Linked DNA regions of Mus musculus: region 1 is linked to region 2. A link is a contact called in public Hi-C data. All regions are on one chromosome and are shown on one strand. The core of a region is the stretch at or near the end of the contact, and the rest is flanking DNA. Distances in the headings are between cores, read along the strand shown.

Evidence for each region. A called contact is a pair of places that touch in the nucleus more often than the background predicts.
Region 1: a Hi-C map of Th1 cells shows a contact between it and region 2, with 2.8 times the contacts expected there. The contact joins the promoter of Cd3e here to the promoter of Ift46 in region 2. A contact is called at or near these places in 2 of 39 promoter capture datasets (the SN4741 cell line and embryonic stem cells), 2 of 484 Hi-C or Micro-C datasets (CD4 T cells and Th1 cells), 3 of 115 datasets of contacts at active chromatin or transcription factors (bone marrow-derived macrophages, embryonic stem cells and large pre-B cells) and 1 of 9 other capture datasets (adipose tissue).

The regions. Positions count from the first base shown.
Region 1 is chr9:45,007,094-45,012,853 of GRCm38.p6, reverse strand. It overlaps Cd3e (CD3 antigen, epsilon polypeptide), which reads left to right and starts at 3,243. Exons shown (of 8, transcript NM_007648.5): 1 at 3,243-3,288; 2 at 3,405-3,506; 3 at 5,661-5,678. The coding sequence starts at 3,458.
Region 2 is chr9:44,769,340-44,774,691 of GRCm38.p6, reverse strand. Ift46 (intraflagellar transport 46) reads right to left here and starts at 1,683. Exons shown (of 12, transcript NM_023831.3): 1 at 1,519-1,683; 2 at 908-1,004.

The DNA of each region.
Region 1 (5,760 bases), core at 1,994-4,493, 240 kb before region 2:
TCCTAACTAAGGAGCTATTGACAGTTAGTGACCACTAAGAGAGGAAGAACACTTTTCTTTGGGGGTGCCTGCTTGTAGGTTGGCCTTGCCCCAGTGGATGACCTTACACTCACTCACTTCCACACTCATGCACCCCTGATTAGGATTTACTGGACTCAGAGGACTAGTAATAATAATTGGGGAAGACAATTTAGGTGGATAAAATCTAAATACATTATATTCATGTTCAAAATTTTCAAAGACAAAATAAAAAGTTTAAAAGAAAACTTCTGGAGGGCTGGAGAGATGGCTGACTGCTCTTCCAGAGGTCCTGAGTTCAATTCCCAGCAATCACAACCACCTGTAATGGGATCTGATGCCCTCTTCTGTTGTGTCTGAAGACAGCGACGGTGTACTCATATACATAAAATAAATAACTAAATCTTTAAACAAAGAAAAGGAAAGGAAAGTTCTGGTTAGAGAGATGCCTCAGAGGTTAAGAGCACTCGATGCTCATATAGAAGCCCCGAGTTCAGATCCTAGCACCCACCTGGCAGCTAACAGCAGTCTGTAACTCCATCTTCCAGGACCTGATGCCCTGTTCTGGCTTCCTCAGGTACTGCACACACATGATATACATACAATGCATGCTGGCAAAGCACTCGTGCGTATAAAACATCTTTTTTATAAAAAGGGGTCCATCAATATCCTGAAGGGACTGTTTGAGGATGAGGGAAGCAGGTGACGGGGCACTGTCACCTGAACTGGATCTGCGTGACACTGCCTAGGACCCCCAGCTGATAGGGTTGCTGCCCCCTGAGAGTGGCAAACAGCCAGACCATAGGTATCACCCTCGGGAGAGCCTACTGCCTCACCCAAGTCCACACCACCTCCGGGGACCAGCTTCCATCCAACTACTGGGTAACGTGCCCCTTGCCATGCCATAACTCAAGAAATCAGAGACAGCGCTTTACTGCTCTCCTCCCTCCTGGCGGCTCTCATGCTCTTCCTGACCTCTCTTCCTCAATGTCTTTAAGGTTTTTAGAAGGAAAAAGTTTAATTATGGAAGTGATACATCATTGCTTCTCAGACGTTTGGCTAACATCAAGTGTGGAAGTAAGACCGTGCATGTATTAAAACCAATGAAGAGCATAGGAGAGGTGTATAATAACACCACGCCCCACTCATCCCACCACTATGCCTTTTCTCAGGGGCACAACCACCTCAACGGACCCCTTCCTCTGGGCTTATCTTCACATCCCACAAAGTGCACAGACATCCTTTGAGTTCCCTGGGAAACAAACCTTGAGGTGGAGATTTGTGTGCAGGTGGCTCGTGGGAATGCAGGACACCTGCAAAGGAGAGAGGGAAGCCACAAGGCAGACAGAGAAAGTCAACTTCAGGGAGCGACTTCAGGGAGCGGCAGCTCAGAGGCCTCTGCTTGGGCCTCTGTGCTCATGAGCTCACTGCAGCTCTGGTTACCATGCAGCATTTCAGCAGGCAGCAGGTAACTGCACTCAGAGGGTGGGGGGCGGGTGAGGGGGGTTGGGGAGGGGAGAGATGTACGGGGGATGTCTGAGGGCAGTGAAAGGGAGAAATCAAGGTGGATATGATCAAGATACATTACATACATGTATGGAATTGTCGGAGAATAAATAAATCTTTTTTGAAAAAAGGGGAGAGAGCGCCAGAGAGTGAGACAGCAAGGCAGAAAGCAAACCCCAACTCAAAAACAAGGCGGAAAGGGGACTCAGACTCCAAACTAAGGTAGAAAGGGGGATCGAGAAAGAGCGCTTAGTATCCATCTCTGGCCTCCACAAGCACCTCACACGTCTGCACACTCAAACTCCATACATACATGAAAAGATTTTGTAATTTCCATTAATTAATTTATTTACTCATTTTACATCCCAATCTCAGCCCCCCTCCTCCAAGCCCCCCCTCCAAGTCCCCGCCCCTCAGATAGCCGCTCCCCCCACCCCTCCTTCCCCTTCCCATCTGAGAAGAGGGAGGTCCCTCTGGGCACTGAGTCTGATACTATCCCTTATCTGGAGATGTGGGTGGGCAAAAAGAATGTAAGAGTAGAAACTAGGGAGAAGGGCTGTGAAGCACTGCCTTCTAGTAGCTGTGGCAGCCAGCAGTGGATCCACATGCAACTGGGCTTATCAACAGTCAATCATGCATTGGGGCGGGACTTCTGGGGCTCTAAGCCTTTCTACTGAACTATAGGTTATAGATGGATTCAGAAAGAAAGGCAGCCGTTTTCTTCAGTCCTGTACCCACTGAGGAGCTCTTCAGGCTCCTTCAGTAGTTAGTTCCAAATCCACTGTCACACAGCTAACTCTCGTTAAACCCAGTAGATATATCAAGAAGCGGAGCCAGAGAGATACCTCAACAGATAAAGTTGTTTGTGGTTAAAAACCTAAAGACCTGAATTGAAACCTGGGACTCACATGTTAGAGAGAATCCCTCAAGCTACCCTCGACTTCCACACATGCTGTGGCAAGTCTATGCCCACACATATACACATATAATAAATAGGTAAATAAATAACGTAAAACTTTTTTTTCGTAAAACTTTTTAATAAAAGACTTGTCGAGAAAGGGAGATTAATCATCAGAAAGTGTGTTACAATTGTATGAAATTATCAAAGAGCTAAGTCAATAAGCGTTTTTTACAAAGAAAAAGATTGTTGCTTATAACTCAGGAAGTACTTATGCTAGATTTTAAATAATAATGCTAAAAGCTACCCTAGTGGGTGCATGAGTAAAGCCCCTAGCATAGTGTCAGTACAAAGACAGGAGCTATGTGACTCTCTCATTGTCCAGCAACTGCCCAGCATGTGCAATCAAAGGCCAGGACGGCTACATGCTAAAAATCCTGTCTCAAAGAAAGAAAGAAAAGAAAAGCAAGCCCCTCGAAGATTATTAATGAGACGGCTCCACTCCATCCTGCTGCTCAGACCCAAGGGCACCATAACAGAAGGCAGATACTGAGTGCTTCAACGTCTTCCTGCCTCCGCTGGAGGGGTTATGCATAAGGAAGGCTCCCTCAGTGTGGAGGTGCTTTGCACAGGGCACAAGTAGGTGTTTTTCACAGCACTCTCGGGGGCTTGCTAGAGCCCCCCTTGTTCATCCTTATGGGAAGGCTGTGAGGCGCGGATTTCCTCAGTTAACCAAGGCGGAGGCTTCTGCCTCAAACATTTCCAAGTGACGTGGAGCAGGCGGGCCCTGAGTCCCCTCTACACTTCCTGTGTGGGGTTCAGACACCTGCCTCCCCTGTCTGCGTCTGGTGCCTTCTTCAGAAATGGTAAGTCTCTCCTTGTGAAGTGCCCCCCACTCTCCTTCATCCTACTATGGCAACCAATGATCCAGGGTCTTTGCATGCAGCCACTGTGTTGAAAACCTCATCTGTTTCTTTTTCAGAAGTAATGAGCTGGCTGCGTCCGCCATCTTGGTAGAGAGAGCATTCTGAGAGGATGCGGTGGAACACTTTCTGGGGCATCCTGTGCCTCAGCCTCCTAGCTGGTGAGTAGGGGAATGAAAGGGCGGTGCTTTCCCAGGCCATTGCAAGGTTCACAGTCTTGCCCAGTGCAGCTGGTGCCTCAGTGGCTAGAAGATTCAAGGAACTGTTGGCGATACCGTTAGGAAGTGGGGACAAGGGCTGGGGACTCAGGTGCGGGGAGACAGTTCAGGAGACATGCAAAGGAAATCAGTTGGGTTGATCTCATCAACTGAGAGAAGAGTTCTGTCTGTCGTGGAAAATAAGCCCATCTGACTGTAAACTTAGCAATGCTAAGAACTAACACAAGGAATGAGCAGAGATAGTGCCTCTCTTGGTTTGGGGGAGACGGGAGGGTTAGACTCAGGTTCATCCCAGCTTAGTATCTTTGAGACACTTTGTAATTTCCAGTCTTTTGGAAGTGGCCAAGAGATTCCTACTAGTTCATCCTTTTGGGGAAGTAAGGTAGGATAGAATTGGTAAATAATTGAGAGCACATAAACAACATGCATGCTCGTGCTCGTGCGCGCGCGCGCAAGCACACACACACACACACACACACACACACACACACACACACACACACGGCCCTTTGCTAAGTGCATGTGCCGCATGAAGAAACAAGGGTTAATCAGTTTGATTCTTGCTTCTTCCATGGAAGAAAAGTGGTACGGCTCCTGTCTTATGGATGAAGTTGTCATGCACGATTGACTAATCATTCATTGTTAAACAGCAATTCCGGCAGTTGATCTGGGAAGCCAGAGATGTCTGTCGACAGGGTCTGTGCTCAGGAGGGCTGCATGCACTTTGTGAGGCAAATGGCTCATGAGAGTTTTATGTCAAAGACCTAGAAAATTGCCACAGCCTGGCTCCCCTCTCAGAACCACAGCTGTGTGCCTCTACTTCCTGCTTCACTTTGGGTTTCTCAAACTTGACTGTGCACACACCTTCACAGGGGGTCCTGAGAGAGTTGGCTAGCTGCTTGTGAGACAGAGGTTCATGAGACAGTCTAAGTTGACTGGTCTTAAACACTGTGCCCTTCTGCCTTAGCCCTGTGAATGCTGGGATTCTAAGCTTGGGCTAGCAACTCCTTCAACATCCTGTATTTCTAACAAGCTTTGGGTTTATTTATATGGGACTGGTCCAAGGAACACACTTTGAGTCTCACGGGGCAGACTATGACTCCTGCAAGAAGCAGTCATTAATTGTACTACCCCTTAAATTAAATAAATAAATAAATAAACAAAAAAACAAACAAATAATGAAAGCATCACTTAAAAGAGAAAAGAGGAGAGTCTATGGTATAGTTGAGTGGCTGAAGTGCCTCCCATCAAGGTTGACAACAACCTGCATTCCCTCCCCAGGCCCTACACGTGAAAGGAGAGAAGCCGTTCCTACAGGTTGCCCTCTGACCTCCCAATCCCGAAGCACACATGCACACACAGGCACACACTAAATAAATGTAAACAAACATAATAAAGGGAAAGATAAAGACGGAGGAGGGAGGTAAGGAGAATGTTGAAGACTCAAGCACTGTAGATATGTGCTTTGTCTGCTCTGGGGATGCAGAACGTCTCACCCTGCACTGAGACTGTTCATAAGCAAAACGCTCGCTCGGGCGGTGCAGGGGAACTGGCCACTGTGACAGACCCAAGTCAGTGTTGATGAGGGGACCCAGGATAGTCCGATGCACAGGCTCTAGTTGCTAGTCGTCAGGCTTTCAAATATCCCCACCTCTGTCTCAAGCAGAAAACAAGTGGAAATTTTGAGCTCAGCAAAGACAGAATGAGAAAGAATCCTAACACCTGCACCCACCAAGGGCTTGTTTTCCGTCTGAAGTCAGAGAGCAGTTTTCAAAATGGAGGGGCAGCTGCAAAGCTCCGTGGCTTTTTCTTGAGATGACCCCCGACTTTCTTGACTTCTATTTGTTAAACACTGTGCATTCACATCGAATGCTAGAAGTTTCCTCGTCCCGCTTCCTCCTGAATTGCCTGGGATCCTCTGCTTGATGCCCTGTAGGAAACGTCCTTTCCTGTGGTATAGAAATGACTGTTATGTGACCGTGGGTGAGAAGGACTTGAGATACCAGTTCTGATCAGACAGGAGCACAGTTCTTTTTGTTTGGAATTTCAGGCATTCACAGCACATACTAACTCATGTCTCTTCTGTTTGTTTTCCAGTTGGCACTTGCCAGGACGGTAAGATATGATTTCTTTCTTTGCTATGAAAGTTATGCCAGGACTGGACTTAGCCGTCATGCTAAATAACAGTGATCTGGTC
Region 2 (5,352 bases), core at 434-2,933:
CTGTCTCAAAAAAAGAAAAACAAAACAAAACCAAAAAAGGTTAGGTGAGGGCTGGGCGTGGTGGCGCACGCCATTAACCCCAGCACTTGGGAGGCAGAGGCAGGCGGATTTCTGAGTTCGAGACCAGCCTGGTCTACAAAGTGAGTTCCAGGACAGCCAGGGCTATGCAGAGGAACCCTGTCTCAAAAAAACAAAAAAAACAAAAAAAAAAAAAGAAAGAAAGAAAGAAAAAAAGGTTAGGTGAATAAATGAATGGCATCAAGTCTTCTGATAAAACTCTGTTTCGATTAAAGCTGGGATGGCAAGTTAAGGGCAAGTGATGAAGCATCTTAATGAATTGTTAGAAACAAAAGCACAGTGAGCCAGGCTGGAGAGATGGCTCAACGATTGAGAGCACTGGCTGATCTTCCAGAGGACCCAGGGTTCAGTTCCCAGCACCCACACTAGAGCAGCTCATTACCATGTGTAACTCCAGTTCAAGGAGATCTGACAACATCCTCTTCTGGTCTCTGAGGGCACCAGGCAGGCAGGTGGTTCACAGAAAAACATGCAAGCAAATAACATACATACACATAAACATTTCTAAAATAGTAATTTAAAAATTAAATTAAATTAAATTTAAATTAAATTAAATTAAAAAATTAAAAAAACCCAAAACACAGCGAACCTGTGCCAGAATCTACTAGCAGTAACAGCGAGTTAAAAATGACAGGGGATAAGTTTGCACTCAAAGATCCCAAAATCTGATGGACTGGTTTCTCCCTCAACTAGTGAGAAAGCAAAATCAGCGCCAAGTTAAAGCAGGAGGTCAACACTTGCTAAGAGCTTGCTGAATACAACCTGAATCCTATCTGCGCCACTTGTTTGAAAATCACCTCCCTTTTTTTTGTCTCTCATCTTCTCTTACCTTGCTGTCCTGGGGTTGGAGTGCTAATACTGGCAACCTCTTCCGAGTCGTTAATCTCTAGACGCTCATCGTATGTCTGGTTCTCAACAATTTTGGTCTAAGCAAAAGGAAATACGATTACATAGCTCCTATCATGGGATATACATCCAGCCTCGGTGCAGAGATGCATTCACCCCGATCCAAGCTTTCCCCCAAAGGAAAGTTTCCTGACCCAAGAGCATTATTTAGCTAGCATTGGCTGGGTGCCAAGAGAAGTGCAGTGGAAAACGGTATCCAACCCTTCCCAGCAGCAACCCAAAAGCTCTACATAAGATGCAGGCAGGGAAGCACAGCATGCACAGCCAGACTGCGGCCGGCCGTCCGTCTCAGGTTTGGTCAGTTTTCGCACAGCTGTTGAGGCTTCTGCCAGAGGTGGAGGGTATGGGGATGGGACAGGATGGTCCTGAGAGAAGGCAAATTCCAGCCTCGGCCCCATCCACTAATCCTCAGAGCATCACCTCTACTTCCGCCCGTTTTGAAGATAGGATCCCACCGGGTTCTCGGAGAGTCAAGGATCCAGGGCAGTTGGTGGGGCGCAGAGAGCAAAGAACGCTGGCGGGAGCACCAATTACCTGTAGCCCCTCTGGATCCGTTTCTTCTATTTGGAAAGAACCCCAGCCGAGGACTGGGGTCTCACTCTCAGGCCCAGCCACTTCAAGGATCCCTAAGTGCAACAAGCCGCCTGTTGTCAGTCGTTAGGGAAAAAGATAAATAAATCAAAACAAAGCGAGAGTCTGAAGGAACGATCGCGAGACGTGCCCCGCCACTGCGCCGCCACCCCGCCCCTCTGCTGCGGCCGGTGGTGGCGGAAGCAGAGACGCGGCGCTGGGATAGAGCGGCCCCGGGCACTAGGCGGTCTAGCAGCCCGCTTATCTATGGTTTCCGCAACTGAGTCGGTTGTGACATCTAGTGGCCAAAGGTGGAAGGCCAGGCTAGTGGATTTCTTTTCTCCAACTAGAAACTGTCATCTCAAAGACAAGGCTCATTTGGCCTACAGTCTCTCCTAGATAGGCCTAATCCACAGTTTAGACACTCTTCAAGGAAAAGTCCAAGCATGTTTAAAAGCCCTTTTATAGCATCTCTGTGGCGCGATAGCCCTTTTCCTCGCGATACCCTATGTCACAGGAGCATACTTTCTCTTCCTTCATCTGAGATTAGGATTTATCTGTGTCCTGTGTTTTTACTTGCTAAAGAAAACTATGAGTCAGGCAAGCTGGTGCATAACTGCTATCCTAGCGCTTTGGAGGTGGAGGTAGAAGGATTAGAAGTTCAAGATCAGACTCAGTAAGTAACTTGGTAAATTTGAGGCCAGCCTGGGCTATTGAGGTCCAGTTTCAAAATTGATAAAAAATAATAATAATAAAATAAAATAAAAAATAACACAGCTGGGCGTGGTGGTGAAAGAGTAGTAAACTCAGTGCTCCAAGGTATGCTAATCATAAAACAGATAGTGACATTCCTCCACCCACCCACTTCCTGAGTTCAAGGAGTATTCATTCAAAGAAAGTCACCCTGACCATTACCGGAAGCTGCAATGCAAATGTGCTATTGTTAGGGGCTCTTAGAAACTGTCTTGAGAGTTAACAATTACCAGGTATTCCTTGTGACACCTGTGACTTTGTACTTCCTTGTGACTCTTACCTGGTATTTTTGGTATTTTCCAACAACGCCCTTCCCACCTCCTTGAGTTGTGGTTTTTCTCCTTTAAATACCCCCTTACTCAGCTACTCGGGGCGCCACAGTCCTCTACCCCTGCGTGGTGTATGACCGTGGGCCCGAGAGCACTCTTGAATAAAAATCCTCTTGCAATTTGCAACAAGACCGTTTTCTCGTTGGTGATTTTGGGGTGTCGCCTCTCCTGAGTCAGAACGTGGGGGAGTCCTCATGTTGTGGGTCTTTCAGTGGCACATGCCTTTAATCCCAGCACTGAGGAGGGAAAGGCAGACGGATCTCTGAATTCTAGGCCAGTCTCATCTACAAAGCGAGTTCCAGGAAAGTCATGGTTATACACAAAGAAACCCTATCTGGAGGCCACACCACCCCCCAAAATAATAAAAGAAAAAAAGAAAAAAAAAAGAAAAGCACACTGTCTATTCTTGCAGAGGTCCTGAGTTCAATTCCCAGCACCCACATCGTCGCTCACAACCCTCTATGAGAGGGATTTGATGCCCTCTTCTGGCCTGCAGATGTACATGCAGCAGGGCACTAACCTATAGTGTTCAGACCTACAATCCCAACTCAGAAAAAGAAAAATGAGAGACTCATACGTGCTTCTTTAAAAAAGAAAATCGATACCTAAAAATTGTACAGAGTTATGGGGCATTTTGTGTTGTTTCTATACATGTGTACATTACAAAATATTCAAGTCCTAGCATTTCTAGATTCTCAACCTTTTAAAACAAACAACTTGGGGCTGGTGAGATGGCTCAGTGGGTAAGAGTACCTGACTGCTCTTCCAAAGGTCCAGTGTTCAAGTCCCAGCAACCACATGGTGGCTCACAACCATCCGTAACAAGATCTGACGCCCTCTTCTGGTGTGTCTGAAGACAGCTACAGTGTACTTACATATAATAAATAAATAAATCTTTAAAAAAAAAAAACCAAACAACTTGATGTATGATCTTATAGATGGTTGTGAGCCAGCATGTGGATGCTGGGAATTGAACTCAGGACTTCTGGAAGAATAGACAGTATTTTTAACGGCTGAGCCATCTCTCCAGCCCTTCAACTTTTCCTTTTCTTACTTGACACAAGGGCTCATGATGCTTGTGGCCTGCATCTCACTATATGGACTTGGCCTCAAACTCATAGTATCCTGCTTTTGCCTCTCAAGTGCTGCTGTTTCACATGTGTGCTGCCAACAGTTCTCATTATTTTGTGGGGAAAAAAATCAGGGTTCTTCCTTCTAGGTTTTTTTTTTTTTTATAAAATATATACTAAACTATATTTTGTCCTTAATAGTCAACTTTTCTATGCAACAGAACACCAGAACATATTTCTTCCTTTTTTAAATTTTATTTTTATTTTATGTATATTTGTGTCCTGCTTGCATGTATGTCTATATGAGGCTGTCAGAGTCCCTGGAACAGGAGTTAAAGACAGCTGTGAGCTGACATGTGGATGTTGGAAATTGAACCTAGGTTCTCTAGAAGAGCAGTTAATACTCTTAATCACTGAACTATCTCTCCAGCCCTTTCTTTCTTTTTTCTTTTCTTTTTTTTTTGTTTTGTTTTGTTTTGTTTTTTTGAGACAGGGTTTCTCTGTGTAGCCCTGGCTGTCCTGGAACTCACTCTGTAGACCAGGCTGGCCTCGAACTCAGAAATCCGCCTGCCTCTGCCTCCCAAGTGCTGGGATTAAAGTCGTGCACCACCACTGCCCGGCTAATTTTTATTTTATTTTCTGTTAGTGTTTTTCTAATTCCTAAAAAATATTGGGGCTGGAGAGATGACTCAGCAGATAAGAATACAACCATCTGTAAATGGGATCTGATGCTCTCTCTGGCATGTCTGAAGACAATGATAGTGTACTTACATACCTAAAATAAATAAATAGTTTTATAAAAAGATTTTATTTACTTTTATATGTATGGGTATTTTACCTGCAAGTATGTTTATGCATCATCTACAAGCCTGGTACCCTCAGAGTCACAAAGAGGGTGTCCGATCTCTTGGAATCGGAATTATAGATGGTTGTGAGCTGCCACGTAGGTGTTAGAAATTGAACCTTAGTCCTCTGGAACAGCAGAGGGTCCTTGTAAATCCCTAAGTCTATCTCTTCAGCCCAGACTTTAAACTCGAGTTTCCTGCCTCTGCCTCCCAAGTGCTGAGATCAAACATGTGTCACCAGAGCTGGCTTTTGTCCCTGATGGGTATGTGGCACATGCCTTTAATCTCAGCACTTGGGAGGCAGAGGCATGTAGATCTCTAAGTTCAATGCCAGCCTGGTTTATAGAGCAAATTCCAAGACAGCCAGGATTACACAGACTAACCCTCTCCGGGGAGACCTTTCTTTTCCTTTTTAATGTACAGAATTTCTCCAGTTTCACCCAAGCTGTTGCAGATGGCTCACCTCAACGCTTCGTTGGGGTGTATACAGTATTTTCTTTATCCACTTGTCAGTTGGTGGACACAAGGTTTTCTATTTTGGGGCTACTAACTAGCACACACCTCTTTTGTGCTGCTTCAAGTTAAAAAGAGAATTGCCTCTAATCTTAACACTAAGGATGTAAAGGCAGACAGACCTCTGTGTGTTCGTGACCAGCCTCATCTACATAGTGAGTTCTAGGTCAGGCAGGTATAGGAAGTAAAACTGCCTCAAAAATATGTTTTGAGTAGAATTGCTATTTTTGGTTTTATCTTTGTGATGCTATGTCCATAATAACAAGTATAAATTGTTGAGCAGTTACT